Linked DNA regions of Mus musculus: all the other regions are linked to region 1. A link is a contact called in public HiChIP or PLAC-seq data. All regions are on one chromosome and are shown on one strand. The core of a region is the stretch at or near the end of the contact, and the rest is flanking DNA. Distances in the headings are between cores, read along the strand shown. Region 1 holds the start of Pklr (pyruvate kinase liver and red blood cell). Region 2 holds the start of Efna3 (ephrin A3). Region 3 overlaps Gm33845 (a long non-coding RNA gene).

Region 1 (2,857 bases), core at 200-2,699:
TTCCTCAGAGTTATGGGACATATGCAACCTACAGGAAACTCTTTCCTCTGCTGCCCCTGCTGCCCCTGCTGCCCCTGCAGCCCCTGCTGGTGCCTTCTCATCCTTAATAGCTTAAGCATAATCACATTAAAGAAAGCCTCATCTTATTTAAGAGGTGCCTAAGATACACCACTGTCCCACCCGGCCACCCTGCCCAGTCCTATGATCCATGCCTGACACCCCTTACCCAGTTTAAAGTATTTATTTATTTGCTAGTAGTCTGTCATTTCCCCACACACACTATATTAAAACCCATGGAGGGCGAAGGTTCCATCTTTCTATCTGCTTGACTCCCACTGTATCCTCCAGGGTTGTCACTGGCCATTGTCATTGTCATAGTGTCATGGAAGCCTTCCTAGAGAATCCCACTGTTCTAGCAACTTTGCTGAACTTGTAAAGTCACCCAAGAATGGGGTCAAGAGAATCCCCAGTCTAGGGTCATCTGGGATATGGAAAAAAAGTAAGTGCCAGGTGGCCCGTCTGTTGGTTGGGGTAGTTATAGGGAATTTTGACAGCAGGACTGCAGCTTATGCTCATGGTGGTCAGCAAGGCAAGGTCACTCTCCCTGGTGCCTTGGTAAAAAGTGAGTTGGGTGCGATGTCCCCACGATGGCTGAAGAACTCCCCTGTGCTCAGGCTTCCTGTGTTTACTAATATGGTTCGTCAACATCAATCTAAACAAGTTTATCAATTAGTGCCTAGAACTGTTTATAGTTTCATCTTTGGATTCACAGAGGAACAGATGCGAGAAACTGAGATACCCTCTAACGTCTATCAAAGGGTTCCCCTCTGCCAGGTGGTGGTGGCGCACGCCTTTAATCCCAGCACTTGGGAGGCAGAGGCAAGCAGATTTCTGCGTTCGAGGCCAGCCTGGTCTACACAGAGAAACCCTGTCTAGAAGAGAAAAGGAAAGGAAAGGAAAGGGAAGGGAAGGGAAGGGAAGGGAAGGGAAGGGAAGGGAAGGGAAGGGAAGGGAAGGGAAGGGAAGGGAAGAGAAGAGAAGAGAAGAGAAGAGAAGAGAAGAGAAGAGAAGAGAAGAGAAGAGAAGAGAAGAGAAGAGAAGAGAAGAGAAAAAAAAGTTCCTCCCTCTTTTCCACAATCTAGTCCCCACATTCAAGCTCTTGCTCTGAGAATATACCTAAGATTCTTGTCAATAAAATACAAAGAGAAAAGGATTGTATCACTGGCGATGAACTAGTCTCTATTGAAGCTGATGGACTGACAGTATGAATGGACTAAAAATTGACCAGGAAAAACGGATGACCTAGGGGAAGGGAAGATGTGGGGACTGACAACCGACAGCCCTCCAGAAGGGACTCTGTGTGGGGATGGGGCTGCCTACTGGGTGTGCCTCTTTTCTATTCTCTGGCTCCTGCAGATAAGACCAGCAGTTAGGGTACACTCTCCTCCCAGTCTGTGGTTCTTGCAGCCCCAGTCCCACACTTTGGAAGCATGTCTGTCCAAGAGAACGAGCTACCCCAGCAGCTCTGGCCCTGGATCTTTAAGTCCCAAAAAGACTTAGCAAAGTCTGCTTTAAGTGGGGCTCCAGGAGGTAAGAAGAGGAAGGGAAGCCACTGAACAGAGAGGAGAATTAGGGTAGAATCAGTGTTGGGGGTGGAGGCCTTGGGGGAAGGATGCCCACTACAGCCTCTGTTAAATTTGATTTGAGCCTTTGATCCAGGCTCTGCAGACAGGCCAAAGGGGATCCGGCAGCATGGACGCCACGGGGCACTCCCGTGGTTCCTGGACTCTGGCCCCCAGTGTACAAGGCTTCCATTGGCAAGAGAGATGCTAGCTGGTTATACTTTAACCAGGACTGATCTCGTCTGTGCCAGGCCCCATCCCACTGACAAAGGCAGAGTATAAAGCAGACCCACAGACACAGCAGGTACGCAGCAGTATGGAAGGTGCTCTACTGAGCCGGGCTGGGTCAAGCTACGGGGGTTTCCCCCACAAGGGGGCAGGCAGGGGATAGAGCCGCACTGTATAGATGGAGGGAACTTGGAGGGGAGGGAAGTGGGGAAGCCAGAGAGTTGCCTGGAGCTAGAAGGAAGTAAACAAGGAAAAGTAACAGAGAGATTCCAGGCCTAGAGAATGAGATGCCTTGAGACTTGAGGGAGGCTTCTGGGGGTGCTGAGGCTGAGTGGTCTGCTGGGGGGCGGGGTGGGGGAGGGTCTCGGTAACTGGGTCCGTAAGGACTCAGCTTTGAGCTAGACCTAGATTTGAATCATCTTCCTTGGAAGATGCCCTTTTCTTAGACAGTGCATTTTCTCTCTCCGTCTTTTTCCTTCCTTGTAAAGTTGGGAAAGAGCACATCTAACAGCCTGCTCCATAGAACCCTGGAGACTAAACAAAGTAATGTGTGACACTCAGATTGAAGGAAGGCCTCCTCACACAGACCGGAGGGCTGAATAGACACAGGGTGCACTGGCAGGAAGCACATGGGGGATAGGCGATTGTCTGTGCAGGATCCTGAGTCCCCATCTACCGCAGGGCCAGCAGGATACCTGAGACGTGCCAGTGTGGCCCAGCTGACCCAGGAGCTGGGCACTGCCTTCTTCCAGCAGCAGCAACTGCCCGCAGCTATGGCGGACACCTTCCTGGAACACCTCTGCCTTCTGGATATCGACTCAGAGCCTGTGGCCGCTAGGAGCACCAGCATCATTGCCACCATCGGTAAGACCACCCAACCCTGGGCCGCCACACTGGGCCGCCTGCATGACTCTGGTGTCTCCTTACTGTGCTATCTTTGCCATGGTCATTCATTCAACAAATATTTGTGAGATTTGCAGGTGTTGTTGTTGTTGCGGGTGTTGTTG
Region 2 (2,857 bases), core at 169-2,668, 190 kb after region 1:
GTGGTCGAGGCCCTTCAGGTCCCCTCCCCTGGGGTCTCACCATTTGTTCCCTAGTCGGCCCCCAGGGCGGAGAGTCAGAAGCAAAGCTGCCGCCACCGCCCGGGCAGGTGTGACAGTGATCCCCGTGTCCCCAGGGATCCCCCTACCAATACACTGAGGTGGCCAGAGTGATACACACGACAGCTCGGCAGGGAGAAGACAAGGGCAGCAAGGACTGTGCAGAATGATGGCCCGGTCCGGCAGCCGGCACCGAGCCGCCGCGCCACACACCGGAGGAAACCACACGGCCGCCCTGACACCCGCCCAGACCGCGGCGGCGCCAAGAGCCACCCCAGCCCAGACAAGACTGGCCACGCGGACACCGACCGCAGCCCCCTCCCCGATCCGCCGCCCGCTCCCACCCCTAGACGGTCGCCGACGCAGACACACAAATCACACACAGACACACGCACACTGACAGCCGCGCACGCCCGTTCACACTCAGTGCCATACGCCGTCCCTAGCTTCAGTGCGTGTGTGTGTGTGTGTGTGTGCGTGTGTGTGTGTGTGTGTGTGTGTGACATGCCGACATCTCTGCCTTCTTCCTTCTCACCAGTACCCTGCGTTCCTAGGGCCCCCCAACTTCGCGACCCTGGCCCGGCTCACCCCAGCAGGGCTTATTCACACAACCAGAGCAACCCCTTACCCTTCGTCCTGAGGAGGTGGAGAATCGGAGTTCCTGCCTTAATGCCGAACCCCACTTTTAAAACCAAGAGTCTTAAGCAGAACCCCATCAACATTACAGGCTGAAAACAGGTCATCCTTCAGCTCCCAAACGCAGCGGCCTATCCCTAGCACACCGGTACTCACAGACTTCAACCTAGCCAAAAGGAGCGTGGATGGTGGGGGAGACTACGGGACAGAGAACACTATTCCATTGGCGAGTGTGGAGAGAAACCAAGATGGGGTTAGGGACCCCCAACAGCCTCCTCCGCACGGCCAGAGCGCTCTTTACTATGCCCCAACAGCTTCTCTCAGACACCCCCGAGTTTCACAGACGCCCACATAGTGCGTCCCCTCTCCCTCGCCTCTCGGTACCAAGCCTGTCTCCCAGGACTGCTGCCAGGTTCCCCTAGGACTTCTCGGGCCCACCAGCTCCCCCATCACTGACGCGGGACGCACGGGTTCTCCGGGTCCCCGACTCACTGCTGATTGGAGCTGTTCCAGTATACCGCATGCCGGTTTCCCAGTGCGCCCCCAGGCCCCTGGGCCAGCAGCGGCAGCAGCGGCACGGGCACGAGCAGCAGCAGCAGCAGCAGCGGAGCCGCCGCCATCCCCGGAGCCGCCGCCGCCGCCGCCCCCCGACTGAGCCCCGCACTCCCGGCTTCTCAGCTTCCCAGCTCCCTGCTGCCGCCGCTGCCAGCCCCCAATCTTAGTCACGCCCACAATCCTTCCCTCCGCCCTTCTGGGCGCGCCCCCGAAGCCCCGCCCCTGGCGCGCTCACGCGGGGCTCCGCCCCACTTGAGCCCAGAGCGCGCCGCGCGTGGGCGACCCATACTGTGTAGCCCCTTTAGGAACAACGCGCCTCTCCTCTCTCCTAGGTGATTTGCTGCAGAGGTTTGCGTCTTTAGGTCCCCCAAGCTTGGAGTTCACAGAAGGATTTGGAAGCCAAGACCTGGACATACATCTGGTGTAGGTCCACACCTTTCTCCATAGAGTGTGGGGGCGTTGAGCGAAGATCTACGTCTGGAATAAGCAAGAGTAGACCCATATCGGACCTCTACTTCCTCCACCCCTTTCCATGTGTGCAAGGAGTTAAATGGACACAAGATGGGGAAGCCTTCAGGTGGTACCAAGAGCTAACAGCTGGCTGCCTGAAGGCCCTCACCTGAAGCCAAACCAGAACACCTCAGCCCAGAGTGTCACCTTCTGGGGGCTGGGCACAGTAGCTATACTTCCTTAATCCTGACACTCTAGAAGCAGAGCCTGGCAGATCTCTGTGAGTTCGAGGGCACCTACATTGGTCTGTGTAACAAGTACCAGGCCAGGCAGGGCTACGCAGCGAGACCGTGTCCCCCCACCCCCACCCCCCGCCCCGTCTCAAAAAAAAAAAAAAAAGCCTAAGCCTTCTATGGTAATCCAGGGCAAAGGTATTTGGTGGTGGTGAGTTGCCAAGGCGAGTTGGAGCCAGGCAGGAATGGAGCAGTCTTCTTGGAAAGCCCACAGAGGTCCCCTCACTGCCTCCGATTCCCTCAGTGATGTCCTTAGGCACGCTCATTCCTGCTTCCATAGATGCTTTCTCTAAGGACAGAGGGCACCTTATATTCCAGCACTTGCCACAGCAGTTGTCTTCTTAGGGACATACAGGCACAAAGATGACATGCACACAGCGATGGGAGAGAAAAAAAATAAAGGTGTCCATATCCAGAAACAGGAGCAATGGACACTTGACATACAGTCCAATCTAGGCACACAAGGTGCCTATAGAGTAGAAATTGGTGTAAACATAGGCCCCTAGACAGAGACACTGACGTATACAGACACACTCTTCTCCCATGTGATTGACCCTCTTTGTGAGGGATCCAGAATACAGATCTACTAGGCATTCACCCCTTATCTTGTCTCTTTCCCAGAAGCCCAGACTGAAAGACAAAGCAGAACCGGGCCTTACTGGGTTCTTAGAACCCACAGCACCTGTGCCCAGGGAGGCAGGCACATTGCTGTTTTGTTGTGTTTCAAGAGGTAGGAAAGATAGCAGCACCTCAGTCAGTTACCTTTGGCAGTACAAGGCCCTGACCACACGCCTGCCTTGGGGGAAGGGCACCGCATGCACAGTAGGTACCATGCCTCCCTGCTGCTAGGCAAGAGTGGGTGCTGT
Region 3 (2,857 bases), core at 179-2,678, 160 kb after region 1:
CCAGAATTCAGGTCCTCTGGGGCAGGCATTCCTCAGGACTGAGCCATCTCTCCAACCCCTAGGTCTGCATTGCAGGGCTTCTGCAAAGTCTATTTAAAAAGCAAACGAAGCCAGGCGTGGTTGTGCACACCTTTAATCCCAGCACTTGGGAGGCAGAGTCAGGCAGATTTCTGAGTTTGAGTCCAGCCTGGTCTACAGAGTGAGTTCCAGGACAGCCAGGGCTGTACAGAGAAACCCTGTCTCGAAAAAACCAAAACCAACCAAACAACTAAACAAACAAAGTCAGAGTCATGGTGGGAGGGGGAGGAAAGACTCCCCAAATCACAGGTGGTTTTGAGTGTAATGGTCTTGGGTTTGATTTTTGGGTTTTATTTTTGTTTGTTTCTGAGACAGGGACTCACTACGCAACCCTGGCTGGCCTCAAACTTATTATATAGACCAAGTTGACCTTTAATTAACAGAGAGTCACTTGACTCTGCCTCCTGAGAGCTAGGATTAAAAACATGGGCCACAACACCCAGACTAGAATTTTCTTTAAAGAAAGTATGTATTGATTCTATCTTTTAATGTGTGTGAGCCTGAGTGTATGTAAGTGTTCCACGTGCATGTAGGAGGATGTCAGACCCCCTAGGTCTAGAGATCTCCTAGCTGGCTGTGGGAATTGAGCCCAGGTCCTCTGCAAGAGCAGTAAGTGTCCCTATCCACGCGGCCACTTACGCAGTCTCAGCTTTGTTGTGTGTTTGACACTGAGAGCGTGCTTCAGGCTTCCAAAGCGCTAAGCACGTATTCTCTCACTGTGCCCATTCTGTATCCCACTCCATAAACCTCTGGACTGTGTCCTGATGGAGTACAGGGACCATTTTCTTCTCTTTTTGTCTTAAATAGCTAAACACATAGCCTGGCAATAGTGATGCACACCCTTAATCCCAGCACTCAGGAGGCAGAGGCAAGTGATCTCTGAGTTCAAGGCCAGCCTGATATTCAGAGTGAGTTCCAAGACAGCCAGGGCTACAGAGAGAAACCCTGTCTCGGAAAAAAAAATAAATAAATAAATAAAAGAATAGTTCCTGTTACTGATAATCAGACACAGGAGAAGAGGTAAAACTGGGGTGCTATTTGAGAGGGCAAACACGAATGAAGCGAGCCCCAAGACCACGCAGCTTCGTGGGTGGAAATTCCAGGATTGGGTGTGGGAGATGCAGCCTGCGAGTCAGAGTCTCTGAGGGGAGGAAGGGAAGGAATGCAGCCCAGGAAGACCAAGGCAGCTCTAGTTTGCAGCACAGAGTCCTAGACAGGAGTTGTACAGAGAAGGGACTTTGGAAACTGGTACAGCGTCCCTCAGGTCTTCAGCTTCGGATGAGTAACACAGCCTGCGGGGAAGCCAGTCTCGTTTGCTAAGAACTGTGGGAGAACGAAAGCAGAGCTCTCACCAGGGCCACCAATCCCTCGTCATCCCACAAGCCACCGCGGAAAGGCAGTCTTGCCTTGACTACTCTTGGCTGGTTCCAGATGCATAACCTCTAAACTTCAAAGCCTTTGTAAAACCGGAGGGGGCGCTTGCAGAGACAGTCTGAGAAAAGCGCTTTTTCTTCCCGATGCTGACGCATCCGCGCTGATTTCTGCAGCCGCTGAAACTCCTCTGCTACTGTCGCGCAGGACCACTGGAGAAGTGGCTGCCGTTATACCCGCCATTCCCCGTGCTCTCCTTGAAAAAATTATTATCATTATTTTTATTATTATTATTTTAGACTATGGAGACTTACTATGTTGCCCAGGTGGGCCCTGATCTCCTGGAATTAAGCAATCCTCCTGCCTCAGCTTCTAGAGTTCCTGAACTATAAGTGTGCTTGACAATTCCCGTATTCTTTTGGAGTTCTGTTGACTTCTGCCAGGCAACCCCTCCCTACTCTAAGCCCTTATTATGGTTAATAAGTTCTCACATTAAACTTCTCCTGCTCAAAGTACTGTGTGGTTTCTATCTCCTGATTGGCTAGCTGGTGTAGCAGCCCACACTCCAGGATGATATTGCCTCTTTAGATTAGCCCTAGGTCAAAGACTGCTCTGCTTTTGCCAAATATCACTTAGCAGTGAACCTTTGAAGGGTCAATCCACCTGGATGTTGTGGCAAACACCTGGGAAAGTGCAATTAGAGTGATCACAAGTTCAAGGTCAGCCTCACAGCCTGTTCAAGGCTCACATGAGACCCTGCAATCCCCCAAAGGCAAACCATTTGTCTCTCTGTCCTGAAAAACTCATGTAAGTTTCTGAGGAAGGCTTAAAAGTATTGAAAGAAATGTTTTAAAAAGTCTTCTATTAGGGCTGGAGAGATGGCTCAGCGGTTAAGAGCACTGTCTGCTCTTCCAGAGGTCTTGGGTTCAACTCTCACCAACCCCATGGTAGCTCACAACCATCTATTCAGTGATCTGTTGCCCTCTTCTGGCATGATGGTGTACATTCGGGTAGAGCACACATACATAAAAATTAATAAATATTTTAAAAAATCTAGCATTAAAAAACATTAAATGCCTAATGTCTCATATTCAAACAATAATTGATTATTTAATCAGTAATTCAATCAATAATTGTTAGGTATGTGAGAGTATCAGATCCCCTGGAGCAGGAGTTACAGACAGTTGTGAGCTGCCATGTGGGTCCTAGGAACTGAACCCCTTTCTTCTGGAAGAACAGCCAGTGCTCTTAACAACTAATGTTATCTCTCCAGCCCCAAGTTTATTAATTTTTTTAAGATAGAGGGATATAAGAGAGTGTTTAGTGAGAAGAAAGGGAAGGAAAATAATGTATATACACAGACACACACATATACACACATATACACACATACACACACATATACACA

The links. HiChIP or PLAC-seq counts read pairs in DNA pulled down with a chosen protein or histone mark.
Region 2: a contact with region 1 is called in an HNF4G HiChIP or PLAC-seq map of pancreatic cancer cells. The contact joins the promoter of Efna3 here to the promoter of Pklr in region 1. A contact is called at or near these places in 4 of 39 promoter capture datasets (the HPC-7 cell line, macrophages, pre-B cells and 1 more), 2 of 115 datasets of contacts at active chromatin or transcription factors (embryonic stem cells and pancreatic cancer cells) and 2 of 9 other capture datasets (adipose tissue and liver).
Region 3: an HNF4G HiChIP or PLAC-seq map of pancreatic cancer cells shows a contact between it and region 1. The contact joins the enhancer-like site here to the promoter of Pklr in region 1. A contact is called at or near these places in 10 of 39 promoter capture datasets (the 3T3-L1 cell line, the C10 cell line, the HPC-7 cell line and 5 more), 3 of 484 Hi-C or Micro-C datasets (CD4 T cells, extraembryonic endoderm stem cells and olfactory sensory neurons), 1 of 115 datasets of contacts at active chromatin or transcription factors (pancreatic cancer cells) and 3 of 9 other capture datasets (adipose tissue, liver and macrophages).

The regions. Positions count from the first base shown.
Region 1 is chr3:89,134,693-89,137,549 of GRCm38.p6, forward strand. Pklr (pyruvate kinase liver and red blood cell) reads left to right here and starts at 1,450. Exons shown (of 11, transcript NM_013631.2): 1 at 1,450-1,590; 2 at 2,532-2,714. The coding sequence starts at 1,491.
Region 2 is chr3:89,321,521-89,324,377 of GRCm38.p6, forward strand. It overlaps Efna3 (ephrin A3), which reads right to left and starts at 1,419. Exons shown (of 5, transcript NM_010108.2): 1 at 1,186-1,419. The coding sequence starts at 1,313.
Region 3 is chr3:89,298,288-89,301,144 of GRCm38.p6, forward strand. The region is part of intron 1 of Gm33845 (a long non-coding RNA gene); the gene reads right to left. Among named protein-coding and RNA genes, the nearest start is that of Gm33845, 3.3 kb to the right of the region's middle. Within about 2 kb of position 1,429, at least 105 of the 459 cell types and tissues checked have an H3K27ac peak or open chromatin away from gene starts, as enhancers often do. A contact at or near this core is called in adipose tissue, liver and pancreatic cancer cells, where this site is marked.